Linked DNA regions of Oryctolagus cuniculus: region 2 is linked to region 1. The links are chromatin contacts, called in public Hi-C maps. All regions are on one chromosome and are shown on one strand. The core of a region is the stretch at or near the end of the contact, and the rest is flanking DNA. Distances in the headings are between cores, read along the strand shown. Region 1 has its middle 86 kb from the start of TRIB2. Region 2 holds the start of TRIB2 (tribbles pseudokinase 2).

What was found. Hi-C and Micro-C count contacts between places; a contact is called where the count stands out from the background.
Region 2: a contact with region 1 is called in a Hi-C map of an unstated tissue, with 2.5 times the contacts expected there. The contact joins the promoter of TRIB2 here to the enhancer-like site in region 1. A contact is called at or near these places in 3 of 6 Hi-C or Micro-C datasets (ear pinna, psoas muscle and an unstated tissue).

What each region holds. Positions count from the first base shown.
Region 1 is chr2:189,944,780-189,951,327 of mOryCun1.1, forward strand. No RefSeq gene overlaps it. Among named protein-coding and RNA genes, the nearest start is that of TRIB2, 86 kb to the right of the region's middle. Within about 2 kb of position 3,697, at least 3 of the 8 cell types and tissues checked have an H3K27ac peak or open chromatin away from gene starts, as enhancers often do.
Region 2 is chr2:190,030,995-190,037,542 of mOryCun1.1, forward strand. It overlaps TRIB2 (tribbles pseudokinase 2), which reads right to left and starts at 3,387. Exons shown (of 3, transcript XM_002710045.5): 1 at 2,358-3,387. The coding sequence starts at 2,627.

The DNA.
Region 1 (6,548 bases), core at 2,447-4,946:
ATGACAGGGAGCGGTAAACCCTCAAAGAAGGCATTTCAGCGGGGCCTGAGTAGGACCCATTCCGATGACTACAGTGGCAAGTAGTAACATAGGAATCTAAGATAACCAATTGGGTTTCAGGCTAAAGAACAGAGAAAGTGCAAAGTCTATGAGTTTCAAGGCAAGAACGACTCAAAAATTCAGATATCTTATCAGGTACAAGAACCTGTCACACTGACTGAAAGAGTATTGAACCAAATGAAAGTTGTCTTGAAGGTAGGAACTAAAGTGATAATAGCCACAGATAGCATTGAAATAGTACCTGTGGCAGTACTAAGCCCTATTCTAGATGATTTAGGGTTAGTGTCCACAGTCCTCCCAGCAAATGCATGAACTACTCATGATTCCTACATTATGGAAAAACAGAGCCTTGGAAAGGAAAAGCAAAATGCACCATTCCTCACACAACTCACTAGTGGTAATACTGGAAATCACCTCTAAGTTATTCTGGCTATAGAGCTAGTGCTCTCTCCAAGGAAGCCCTGAATACTTCTGTCCTGAAGGAATGCAAGATCATGGACTGGAGTAGGCTATCCTATCACAAGGGCAAAGGGAAAAGACTGAGGAACAGAAATGATGTTGAAATTTGTTTTCGGGAGGTCAAATGTAGAAATCCAGTTTATAAAACTGGAGCACAAGCTTAGAAAATGTGCCCCCGCAAGGTTGGCACTGCATCCACTAGGAATTAACTGTGGATTCATTCAGTTCCACCCATGACCCCTACTATCCTCACCTCACCTTTCGCAAGATTCTTATTGCTCAAATAATGTCTGCCTTGTTGACAAAGTTGTAGGGTAGAGAAAGATGCAAGAGTTTCCCAAACTGCCCTCATTAGTTTCTGGAAGAGTCCCAGAAAACTGTTATGTCTACAAGTCGACTGCTAATATCTAAGGACCTTCCGAAAGGCATACTAGGTTGGCTGGAGCAACTGAGAGCACACCATGTACTTATTTATAGCATTCTTTAATGTTCTCAGATGAGCACATCTCAAAAACACAGGCTGACCCATTTCAGTGACATTCTCCCAAGGGTATCGCAACACTGTGTTTGTCTTCCCTTCACCCCGGATAAAGCCCTAGTGTCCCTGAATTAAAGAAAACGTCACTTCAGGCTGATAAAGGCAAGGCTGTGTTATGACTTTGTTTAATAATACGTCACCTATATGGCCATACTTTCCACTTGATGAGTTTCATTCACCTTTAAATCCTCAACACGCCTTAAAGGCAAGTGTATTTGAATGCTGTTAATCTTCAAGGGCACGCATTCAACCCAGCAGGAGAAAAACAGAGCAAGATTATTGATGGAGCCACAGAGAAGCCAGTAGAATGGTAACCAGACAATTTCCACATTTCACCACTGCTTTTATCTTGTTTTAACAGAGGAAATCAGAGGTACCAAGTCACCAAGCAGATACATGGTACAGCCACACTTTCTCAGTGGTTGTCAATGGAAGAGGCATTTAGTAAGGTCTAAAACTCCATTCTTTCTTAAAATACAAGCTACAGGGCCGGCGCTGCGGCTCACTTGGCTAATCCTCCACCTGTGGCGCTGGCACCCCGGGGTCGGTTCTAGTCCTGGTTGGGGCACCGGATTCTGTCCCGGTTGCTCCTCTTCCAGTCCAGCTCTCTGCTGTGGCCTGGGAAAGCAGTGGAGGATGGCCCAAGTGCTTGGGCCTTGCACCCGCATGGGAAACCAGGATGAAGTACCTGGCTTCTGGCTTCAGATCGGCACAGTGCACCGGCCGCGGCTGCCATTGGAGGGTGAACCAAAGGAAAAGGAAGACCTTTCTCTCTGTCTCTCTCTCTCTCACTGTCTAACTCTGTCTGTCAAAAGAAAAAAAAAATACAAGCTACAGTTTTATTTCATGCTGCTTCTGGTTTTCTTTTTCTCTGAGTAGAAAGATAGAGTGTAAACACGTGACTACTTCCCTGTATGTCCAGGGAAATTTTGAAAGATAACATGCGCCCTGAGAGACAAAAAAATGCTTATGAAAATAACAAGAGCTGGTCTTTAGTGTGCTAGTAGTTCTGGTTCTGCCTCAGCTCATGGCTCTGTGATTTTGGTCACCAGTGGGCATCTTCTCCTGATGGGGTAAACACTAGGATATATGAATGGATTCCTTTTCTCGGTGACATTTTTCCTAGACAAGGGACCTTCACTGCACTTATTTGTTTGGCTAGGGTGTAACCTGCTTGTCCTCATGTTCTTACTGATACTTCCAGGAAAATTGCTTGTCTGTCCCCACTTATTCCAAGATATATTCAGGTATGGTTGCAAAACAGGTTCACATATACACACACACGCACACATAAACTTTAGCTTTGTCTTTTACCTTAAAAAAATTTTTTTTTGCCACTCACAATAGACAAGTTGTTTGATTATTATCCATGGGTACAGTAGCATAAGTGCTCCAAGATGCCAATAATTTTTTTAACTTTTATTTTATGAATATAGATTTCCAAAGTACAGCTTATGGACTACATTGGCATCCCCTTCCCCCCGATGACTTCCCTCCCACCCGCAACCCTCCCCCTTCCCACTCCCTCTCCCCTTCCATTCATATCAAGATTCATTTTCAATTTTCTATATATACAGAAGATCAGTTTAGTATGCATTAAGTAAAGATTTCAACAGTTTGCACCCCCATAGAAACACAAAGTGAAATATACTGTTTGAGTACTCGTTATAGCATTAAATCTCAATGTACAGCACGTTAAGGACAGAGATCCTACATGAGGAGTAAGTGCACAGTGACTCCTGTTGTTGACTTTACCAATTGACACTCCTGTTTATGGCATCAGTAATCTCCCTATGCTCCAGTCATGAGTTTCCAAGGCTATGGAAGCCTTTTGAGTTCTCCGACTCTTATCTTATTTAGGCAAGGTCATAGTCAAAGTGGAGGTTCTCTCCTCCCTTCAGAGAAAGGTACCTCCTTTTTTGAAGACCTGTTCTTTCCACTGGGATCTCACTCACAGAGATCTTTCATTTAGGTGTTTTTTGTTTGTTTGTTTTTGTTTTTTTGCCAGAGTGTCTTCCAAGATGCCAATAATTTTGTCTTTTGTGACATTCCATTGCTTACTGTCAACCACTCTTAGCTCTCACAGGCTCAAAGCAGCAAGCAAACTGGACAGCACTGAATTCACCTTGCATTGTGTAGACATATGAGGAGACTGAACTCAGTAAGAAGTGATGATTCACCCAACCTCATGCACTCAGGACCAGAAAGTGTCCTTTCCTGTAAGTTGTCCTGTCCTGGAAGCTGCCCTTGACCATGGTGAGAAGTTCCTTTAGCTTGCCAGCTCAGTCATGTTTCAACACTCATCAGAGCAATAGTGAGCATCAGACTTGTGCATGAGAGATTCCAGGGTCCCTGCTCTCATTCCCTGTGAGCATGATCCATTCCAGGCCTGTGCTGGTTCCACATGGTTTCTAATCCTTAGAATGGCCTGAGTGAATACTCCCACTCCCATTTTATAGCCAACGCTGCCGTCTTGGACAGCTTAAGTCGTTTTCCCAAGGTGGAACCCCTAAGTAGGGGTGGAGCTGGCATGGGATTGTGAAGTGAGTTTTGCCTTGACTGTTTCCAGTACATCCAGATATTGTTCCAGCACAGGAACACAATTAGCGTCTTCTCTGTAGACTGACTTCATTTCCGTTGCTGCAGTGGAGTGGAAGCTGAGCTAGTGCGTTAGAAATATCAGCCAGGAATCAGTGCTGGAAGGGTTATGCTTTTCTCTGAAATCCGGATCTAAGGTGCACAATAGATGTAGATGTGGTAAGCATTAAAAAAGTCATTGCCTAACTCAAACATAAACTAAAATGGAACTGTAAGTAGGTCTGAGGTCAGGATTTACTATTGTTCACTGTACATGTTTTTCTCACTCTGTATTTTCATAAAATATTAGCATTCATTGTAGTTCTAGTAGGCATGGAATGAGTAAAAAATCACATGCAACAGTGTAAAAACCAAAAAGGAGGCTCTGAATGTTAAATTTGCTGCATAAGTGACTAGGGAGAAAGTCAAAACTCCGTCTTTAGAGGGATCTGCTGACCTGTCACGTTCATAGTCTTGGGGCACATCTACCTCTTGCACAATGGGAGAGGCTACCAGGGCATAAACGCTCTTTGCTGTCACAGGCTCTTTCAAGGGTTCCAGGAGGGAATAAAGCACGTTAAATAACAACAGCCCAGGATCCGAGTCTTATGCTACAAGCCAGGTGGCAACCTTTGAACAGTCAGCTACCTGGATTCAACCTTCCAGTAACTAGTAATTTGGGGGCAACATCTGATTTCTTTTAGTTTAGAGGAGAGCAAAGCAAAGTTCAGCAGGATGAGAGTTTTATGAAGATCCCATCAAGGCTGGCCAGCATGAGAGCTGGGCTGGAAGTCAGATTGTCCTGTCCCGGGCTGCCTGTGCTGCTGCACCACTCTGGACTCCTGGTTTGGTAAGATCTCCACCCATCTTCCCAGGTAAACAGAGCAAACTGTATACAACTCTTCAGAACAGGAACCTGTGCTGTAATGATTCAAAATCTATTTTGCTACTTTCTTGAAATAAAAAAAAAGAGAGAGAGAGAGAACAAGAGAAAGGGTCTTGGCATGCCTGATCTCTCTTTTAGGTAATGAGGTTAAATAATTATATAAGTGAAAGTTCTTCTGGTTGTAAACACCAGAAAACAGCCCTCATGATGCTGAGGAAAACAAGAATTATGAGACGAGAATGAGGGAAACATAGGCCATAAAAAAGAAATAAAAATCCGCACCTCAGAATGGCATGAGCCAGTTTGTGTGCAGGCTTCTCTGTGGAGATCACCGTCCAATCGCCATACCCTGGAGAGAGAGCATGGGAATCCTAGCCTGAGTGGCCCCACACCTGGAAAAACCTGGTAGAGCAAGAAGGACAAAGATCCAGCTCAGATGAGACTCAGGGAGGCTTTGATGGGCTGCCTCCCTCAGGTCTGCCTCGGGGCCATAGATTATCAGTATTCTTGGTGCTTGGCACTGGCAATGTCCTTCAGAGGACATTCACCCTCTCCACACCTCTCAGGGGTTAGCATCAGTGAGAGGTCCGGATCTTAATGCCCCCAAAGTCAAGAGAAGCTGCAGAACAACAGGTGCCCTTCTGAGCATCTCAGATTAACCCTCAAGTAAGAATCAGGGGTGACCCTGGAGCCTGATTTTCCTCTACTCTTGAAAGTGTAGCAGACGCTTAGGAAAGAAATGAGCAGAAAAAGGCAGACACAAAATTGGGACTTGGTTAACCCTCTGCCTGTTGCACTGGCATCCCATATGGGCGCTGGGTTCTAGTCCCGGTTGCTCCTCTTCCAGTCCAGATACTTGGGCCCTGCACCCACCTGGGAGACCAGGAGGAAGCACCTGGCTCCTGGCTTTGGATCAGCTCAGCGCGCAGGCCGTAGCGGCCATCTGGGGAGTGAACCAATAGAAGGGAGACCTTTCTCTCTCTCTCTCTCTCTCTCTCTCTCTCTCTCACTGTCTAACTCTATCTGTCAAAGTACCAAAAAAAAATTCCATATCATTCAATAAGAACTGATTTCTGAGCACAAGCAGATATTGCATCTCATTCTATCAACAATTGAACTTATCAAAATACTGTGAATTGAACAGTTCCCTAGATATTTGTAAAATGACAGGTGAGAAAGAAGGAAAAGAGGATTAAATCCTGAACAGCTGCAAGCAGGAGCCCAACTGCACAGCCCTTTCCCCCGGTCTTGTCTAAAAGGGTGCTCTGGCTCTTACCAGACTGATAAGAGCAGCTTGCAACCAGCACCACACCACTTGCTCACATTTAGATTTTCAGTAAAGATCTTCAGAGACGATTTGGCATTTCCGTGTAGACACAATTTAATGAAGACAGGAAAACAGATTTCCTCCTGAGCAAAAATTGAACCTAACAGCACATGACTCTGTGTTCTCCTATCCAAGATATATTTTAGAAAACATCTTTACATATGGAAAAAACACTGAAGTCAAAGAAGTAAACTTATTTTTAAAAAATCTGCATTTCTATTTTGCAGAAACTAATTTTCCCCAATAACGGTGCTTAATAGACTACATAATTCAAATTTGGAACAAAAACTTCCAACAAAGTAAGATATGGTTGAGTAAAGCTAACTTAAAATGAAAACTTTACTATTTTATTAAGGGAAACACAACTTATATTTTTATGCAATTTGAATTTGAGCTAGTTAGAAGTGCATAAATTAACCAACCATTCAGAAACAATCTTTCAGGAACATTGGTGGTTTTATTTTCAGATTTCATGCAAGCCCCACATTTCCATTTTCTTGCTTTGCCATGAGCTTTGCTTGATTTCTGCTTCTCTCTGAGTTCTCTGCGAGCGATGAGCTGCCCTCTGGCTTTTCCTTTCGCTGCCTGTTTCAGGAGTGAGCATTCTGGCCTGTAGGGTCTCCAACACAGATGCTGAAGTCACAGTGATTCTTGATGGTTGACTGCCTCTCTCGGGGCATTTCTTCATTACCTTGAGGTCC
Region 2 (6,548 bases), core at 2,137-4,636, 86 kb after region 1:
CTGCCAAGAAGGTAATGATGTCAATCTGCACAGCAACTACCAGCATTTTCATGAACAGGATGTAGCCACAGGCTTCCTGAAGCTCCTTCCCTCATTTGCCTAGGCAAAGCAGGCACACAGAGACAACAGACAGGCTTGGCTATTTTATTTAAAGGACCCCAGAATCTGACTCCCTCCAAATGATGTCCTGGAGAATTTCCTGTGCAGTCTTCGTAACAAATAGCATCTTGACTTTTGATCTGTTTTTGTAAAAGCTTTTTTTTTTTCGTTGGGTCAGCACAGCCCTAGGAAACAGGAACCCTACAGTCCAAGACATCAAAAGGAACTTGATTCATGTGTCCATTTCACTGAGCCTTGAAGTCAACCAAGAGCTCAGGGCATCTCTCTCAGTAGCGGTAGTTCACAGAATAGTCTTAGAAGACTCACTGGGAGCTTCCTAGGCTATATCCAACTGTGCTTGTGTAAGAAGTCCCTCACGTCACCTCTGGTAAAAAGGCAGAATACAGAAACCGCTGTATCTTAAAGGGATGACCTCTGTCAAGCACAACAATGATACTGCACTTAAATCCACTCGCAGTCGCACTGTAATTGGTGAGGGGCTGATTCCATCTTTGCAATAACTAAAGCAGCAGATTAAGTACAGTTTCAGGCCAGAGAGCAGGTCTGCAGTTGACCCTGTAAGGTCAGCCCGCAGTGAAATATGTCTTGAAGAGTCTGACGGGAGAAAAAGAGAGCAGAGGCCAGAGTCATCTCCGATTTTAAACAAAGAAGTAGCAGCAAGATGCTCGCGCAGAATCTGGCTCCAGAGTCTCTCTACTTAAAAGCATCCTCAGCCTTTGAAAAATATTAAAATGCTGCACTGAAGTTGAGCAAAAGGAGTGAAAACACTCACTGCTGGGTGATTGTGCATATTTCATTGGAGGCAGCAGCTCTGTGGAATTCATTCATTTCAAAGGATGACTGTCCTATTGTGCAACCTTGCAGGACTTCTGAGAATCCAGTCCAGCTCTGAACTGCCTACTAAATTTTGGTCAAATGGGCACAGTTGCTGTGGGTCTCAATAACTCAGAAAAGATGCAAAATACCGCAGGCTCAGTCCAAGCAAAAAGCAATATTTAAAGCGGCTCCGGTTTCTCCCTAAGGTCTGAGTCGGACAATCACAAAACCGACCGGAGAGCTACACCAAACCCAATTTTTGCAATGAAATACTCCAGTCCAGTATGAAATAAGACAAGTTCACAAAGCAGTCTGTGGCTCATGGTAAGAGTGTGATGCATTATTTGTAGTACAGCTGTGCACTGAGCCTGTTTCAAAGACAGCAGGAGTCCTGGCTCCCCACCCCCGACCCCCACTCTCCCCCCCAGGAAAAACAACAGAGAGCAAATCTAAAATTAAATGACAATGGATTCTTGATCTATGTCCAATTCTGGGTAGCAATGCGCTCTACTGTACTTCCCCTCTTCAGCCTCTTGTCTGGTGCCCGGTGGGTGCACACAAAGACACAGACACACACAAGCCAGGCATCCTGCAGGGTCAAAAACAAAAAGGCAGCTAAATTGTCCCCGGGGTGGTTCTACCTGCCAATCCCTGGGGCTCCAAGGGCTAAGCTCTAAGCTGACGGGGCAAGGTGTGTGTTGATGGTGGGACGTGTAGGCAAGGAAGTCTAGACAAGAAAAGAAACAGACGGGAGAGAGGGACCCCAACAATCCGCTCTTCACCGAAGGTGCGCCCGCGGCTTTGATTTCCACCCAATCTCCCATCAAGGCTACAAGGTCTTTGTAAACTGCCTCCCCGCGCCAGGCCCCTGGGCACAGCCCGAGGGGACACCTTTGTGTGTCTCCGAAAAAGGGCACCTTCGGAACAAAGGTTTAACACCTGCACGCTGCGAAGAACAATGGCTGCGAGAGGGACCGAGTCACTAGGGTCTTAAAATTAGAGGGGGATTCCCAGATCCACGCAGGAACGAGAGGGGAGAGCCACTGGGAACCTCCCAGCCCCCCGCGCCCCAGTCGCTGGGCAGCGGGTCCCGGCCTGGCGCCAGGGAGCTCCGGGAGCCTCGGGAGCACGCGTGTCCGGGGGCCCCCGCGCAGTCCCGCGCCCTCCCCGCCGCGGGCTCTCCCCAAAACGCCCCCGCGGCAGCCCGCCCCATTGTCTGAACCTTTCTAAAAACTTCGCAACTAGTCCGACAGCAGCAAATAAAGGAACAAGCCCGCGGATCCAGGCCACGGACAGGGACCCGGTGGATCTCCCTCCCCCAGACTCAGGGCTCGGCGACCTCCCCACCCGCGCCGGCCCCTGTCCAAGGGCCCAGGGAATTTTTTTTTTTAACCCAAACACCAACACCCCCGGCTCCTTACCTTGCACACCAGCTCCTCTCCGCTGTGCAGATGCACCGCACGGAAAACGTGGTCTCCCTCCAGAGGTTCCAACAATAAGTATTTCCCGATGCAAGAAACGCAATGCGACAAGTTCGGAGTCTCGGGCGGGCTCGGGGAGCCGAGGTTCGGGCTGAAACTCTGGCTGGGCTCGGCGGACCTTATAGACGACAACTCTTCGAAATCCTGGGTTTTGTTCCGCGATCTCCCATATCTCGCTATTGTGATGGGGGTAGACCTGTGTATGTTCATGAGTGTGGGGATCGCGCACGACAGACAAAAAGACCCGCTGGCGGCACGAGTGCGGCTGCAGGCGCCTCGGTGCCCCGGGTTTCGGCGGGTAGCGAGGCGCGGGGCTGCGTGGAGAAGGAGTCAGGAGCCCCTGGATGGGCGCCGCCGGGTACCTGGTCTCCTGCGAACCCGGCTCCCGGGGGCACTCGCTCCGCAGGCAGCCCGGGTCCTTTTGTTACCCCGAAGCCGGCAGCGACGCGCAGAATCGCCGCACTTGGAGTTGCTCGCTCGCTCTTTCCCCCGGCGCGGGTCTGGAGGAGCCGCGGGGCCGCGCAGACGGGGGCTGCAGAGCCGGGTTTCCCGAAGCGGTGCCCAGGCAGCCTTGGGAATCGCACGCGGGGCGGAGGAGCCCGGCTGTGTGTGGTTCGTGCAGTCCTCCGGGAGCGCACGGCGGCGGCGCAGGCTCCACGCGTTGCAAACCAAACAAAAAGCAAAAGGAAATCGGCACGGGTCTGCCGGCTCGCGACGCACGGCAGCCAGGATCCGCGCTGCACCCCCTTTTTTGGTGGAAAGGGTGGGGGGCGTGGAAGGGAGGGGGGTGCCGGCGAGGGCAGTTACCTACGTTTCAACTGTAGATGGCGTCTGAGGCTGTTCCAAGATCGCCAGAGCGCTCCAAAAAATTACACACACACACAAAAGAAAAATAGCAAGGGAGCATGTAAGTTGGAGCGGTCCGCAGCGCTGCCAAAAAAAAAAAAAAAAAAAAAAAAAAAAAAAAAAATGGCAAGAGCCGGGCAGAGTCGCGGCGCGGGCCGGGCGCAGGTTCCGCGACACCGCCCGGGCTGGCCCGCCGCGCCGAGCTCAGCACAGGCGCATGCTGCAGCCGCGCGCCCGCGCTCCGGGTCTTCCTGCGAGCCGAGCCGGGAGAGCGCGCAGGGGCCAGGACGGAGCGGCGGGCTCCGGTTTCCCCGGCGCGGGCTTCCGGGATCGTGCGGGCACCGGGAGAGGATGCGCCCCCCTGGCTCGGCCCACCCGCGGCGGCGTCGCCTTCCCGCCGGAGAGCCGCGGCTCGCCTCGGAACAACTGGCAACCGCTCCGTCTCCCCCTGCGCCGGACCCTCAGCGCCCCGCGCGGTTTGTTTTGGAGAAAATTGACGCTTTTCCGCCTTCTTCCTTAATTCTTCCCTGGCCCCGCAGCGGTAGGCGAGGGCAGTGTATTTAAGGATGAAAGGGGATGGCCGACGGCGCCGAGGCCAGCCCCCGCTCGGCACGCCAGCACCTCCCGGCCAGGCGGTATTAATAGTTACTTACGCGGCCGGGGATCTCGGCGCGAGCGCGGCTGCCTGTGCGCGCGCGCGCGCCCCGCTCGCGCCCGGTCTCCCCATTCAATGTCACCGACACACTCGCCCCGGCCCCGCCCCGCCCCTGCCGGCTCCCCCCGCCCCTCATTGAGCCGGGTGCCCATCCGTCAGCCTCGCCGCTGCTGCCCCTGCGGCTCCCGGCCCGGGCCGCCGGCGCTGGGGCTCGGGGCGGTAAACAAAGTGCTATATCCGCCCCCCGGCCCCGGGCGCCGTGGCCAGCGCCGTCCGGGCAGCGCGCCCCGTGCCGGCTACGTGCCCCGCTGCAGGCGGGCCGCGCCTCCCCACCGGTTCGCCCGGCGCAGCTCGGACCGCGCCAAGGCTCTGCCTTTGAACCGAGCGCCTGCATCCTCCTGGCGCTTTCCCGCGGAAAGCCGGGCGGACTCGGAGCCTCTGGCCCACTCTGCTCGGATGCGCTGAGCGAGGAGCGCCTCTGTTTTCCCAGAAGGTGCCCGGAACAGTACCACTGCCTGGAGCTCCACGAATTCGTTTCATTCTATCTCCAGCATCCCTCTCCCCGTTTAAAAAGAAATCGTGTGCTTGCTTTCCTTTGGTGCCACTACCTCCTCCCCTTCCCCAGCCTGAGTATTTAATTTTCTTAAGAAGACATTTAACGCAGACCACATTGAATCTTTTATACTCCCCCCTGCTTTCAGGGCATTGCCCATCGTGCCGAGAAGGCCCAGGGTGACAATCCTTGGCACCAGCGCTGCGGGCGCCCAGCTGCAGGCCGCAGGGCTTCTCTCTTATCCCCTAGCACATGGACCACGGATGCACTCAAAGCTGAAGGTGATGTGAAGGCAGCCGTTTCACCGCCGAATTATTAACTCCAGTCCGCTTGGCTGGGACGCGGGAGCAAAGAATCTTGAACCCACTCAGAGCCTTGGAAATCTAGAACCTTTTCCAAATGGATCTTGGTAATGAGAAGCCATCCAGCCCGGAGCACACTGGGAGGGGCTGGTAAAGGGGCATTGAGATGATTCTGGGCGCCCTCCCGTCTTGTACGTGGTTAGTAAAGAACCTACAACTTACTGCCCACAGTGGGATAATTTGAGTGAAAAAAGAGGCGTTTATGGGGATGCCCACCTGGGACCAGGGAGTTGCTCCAATGATGAGGAGTCCCTGGAGTCGGCCCCACATGAGCCAGGACCCTAAGTCTGCAACTGCCTCCCAGCGGTTCCTGGGAAGGAAGGGAAACAAGTGGGCCCTGTGGCTTGGCATGCCTTGCCATGCTGCCCATGACTTCATCCCTGATCCTGGGCGGATAGATCAGGACAGCCTAAGGGGTCTTCCAGTCCAGCGTCCCCCCACGAAGACATGGGCCCGTGTCAAGAGCAGCTCCAAGGCCACCTCTGCTGGTGGGTGGGGAAGAAGGTGTGTGGCCGTCTCTGGTCAGGGGCTGCCAGAGGAGCTTTGCCAGAATTCAGGGTTGCACCCTGTTTTGCAGTCCTGGCTGGGCTCCTGATTTCACATGGAGATTGAATCAAGAAATACCTTTGTTCCCTCCCTTTCTGGGTCCTGACTCTTCATCTTTGAGGGCATGGCACAAACCCTGCTCACCTCACACGATTCCTTTGGAATTGTGTTTCCAGTTCCAGGAAATCTATGAAGGCTTAGTATAAGCCGAGCCCTGTGCAGAGTGTTAAGGATCCAAATAGGAGTAAGATTTGATGTCTGCCACCCAGGAGCTATGAGTCTAGCCCCAGAGAAAGACTGGGAAACAAATAATTTCATTGTGTATGATGTGGCAAGTAGAATATCAGGCTCTCAAGGGAGCCCAGAGGAGGGAACAACTTTTCCTGGATGTCGAGACTTTTCCCTCCAAAAAAACATATGATTTTTCTTTTTTCTTTTTAACCTGGAATTAATCAAAACCAAAAATATTTATTGAAACCTACTACGTGCCGGACACTGGATATGGACACACAATGATCTTTAAATATATTTTGTTTATTTGTGGACCTTGAAAGAGTCCTGTGAGTCACAACATAATATGAATAAAAGATTGTGGTTGGCATTTCGAGCAGAGAAGGAATGTGCATAAGCGAAGGAGTGAGATGTTCTGAAGTTTCTAGCAACTCATCCTCCTCCAGCATTGGCAGTGTCCCAGGGGGAGTCAGGCCTGGGGCTGGCAAGGTGGTTGGGGTTTGATCACAAAGGTGTTAACAGACACAGCCAGCACTCAAGGTCTTCCTTGTAGAAAAGACAAAGAGTTGAGGCATATTTAAATTGGCAAGTGACAAGGTTGTACTGGAGTTGCACGAAGATCAGGCTGCAGGTCAGAGGGAGTTAACACCACTGCACTTCCCACTAGCCTGGAGACAAGAAGGAAAACATAACTCTTGATGCATAAACCTCTATACCTGATGGATGAGGCTGTATGGCAGCCATTGCCCTGCCCAGTCTTAAAAGCTAAATTCACAGCGAAGTGCTCAGTGTTCACTGAGCAGACTCGTGGAGCAGTTGCAGCACACGATAAACAAGCTAATTTACACGGAGGGCCTTAAACATTTGTTAGGCCTGTAGACTCAGTAGTTCTTCTCAAGTTGAAACGCACAGAAAAATGCAGTACAAGATCAGCGGGA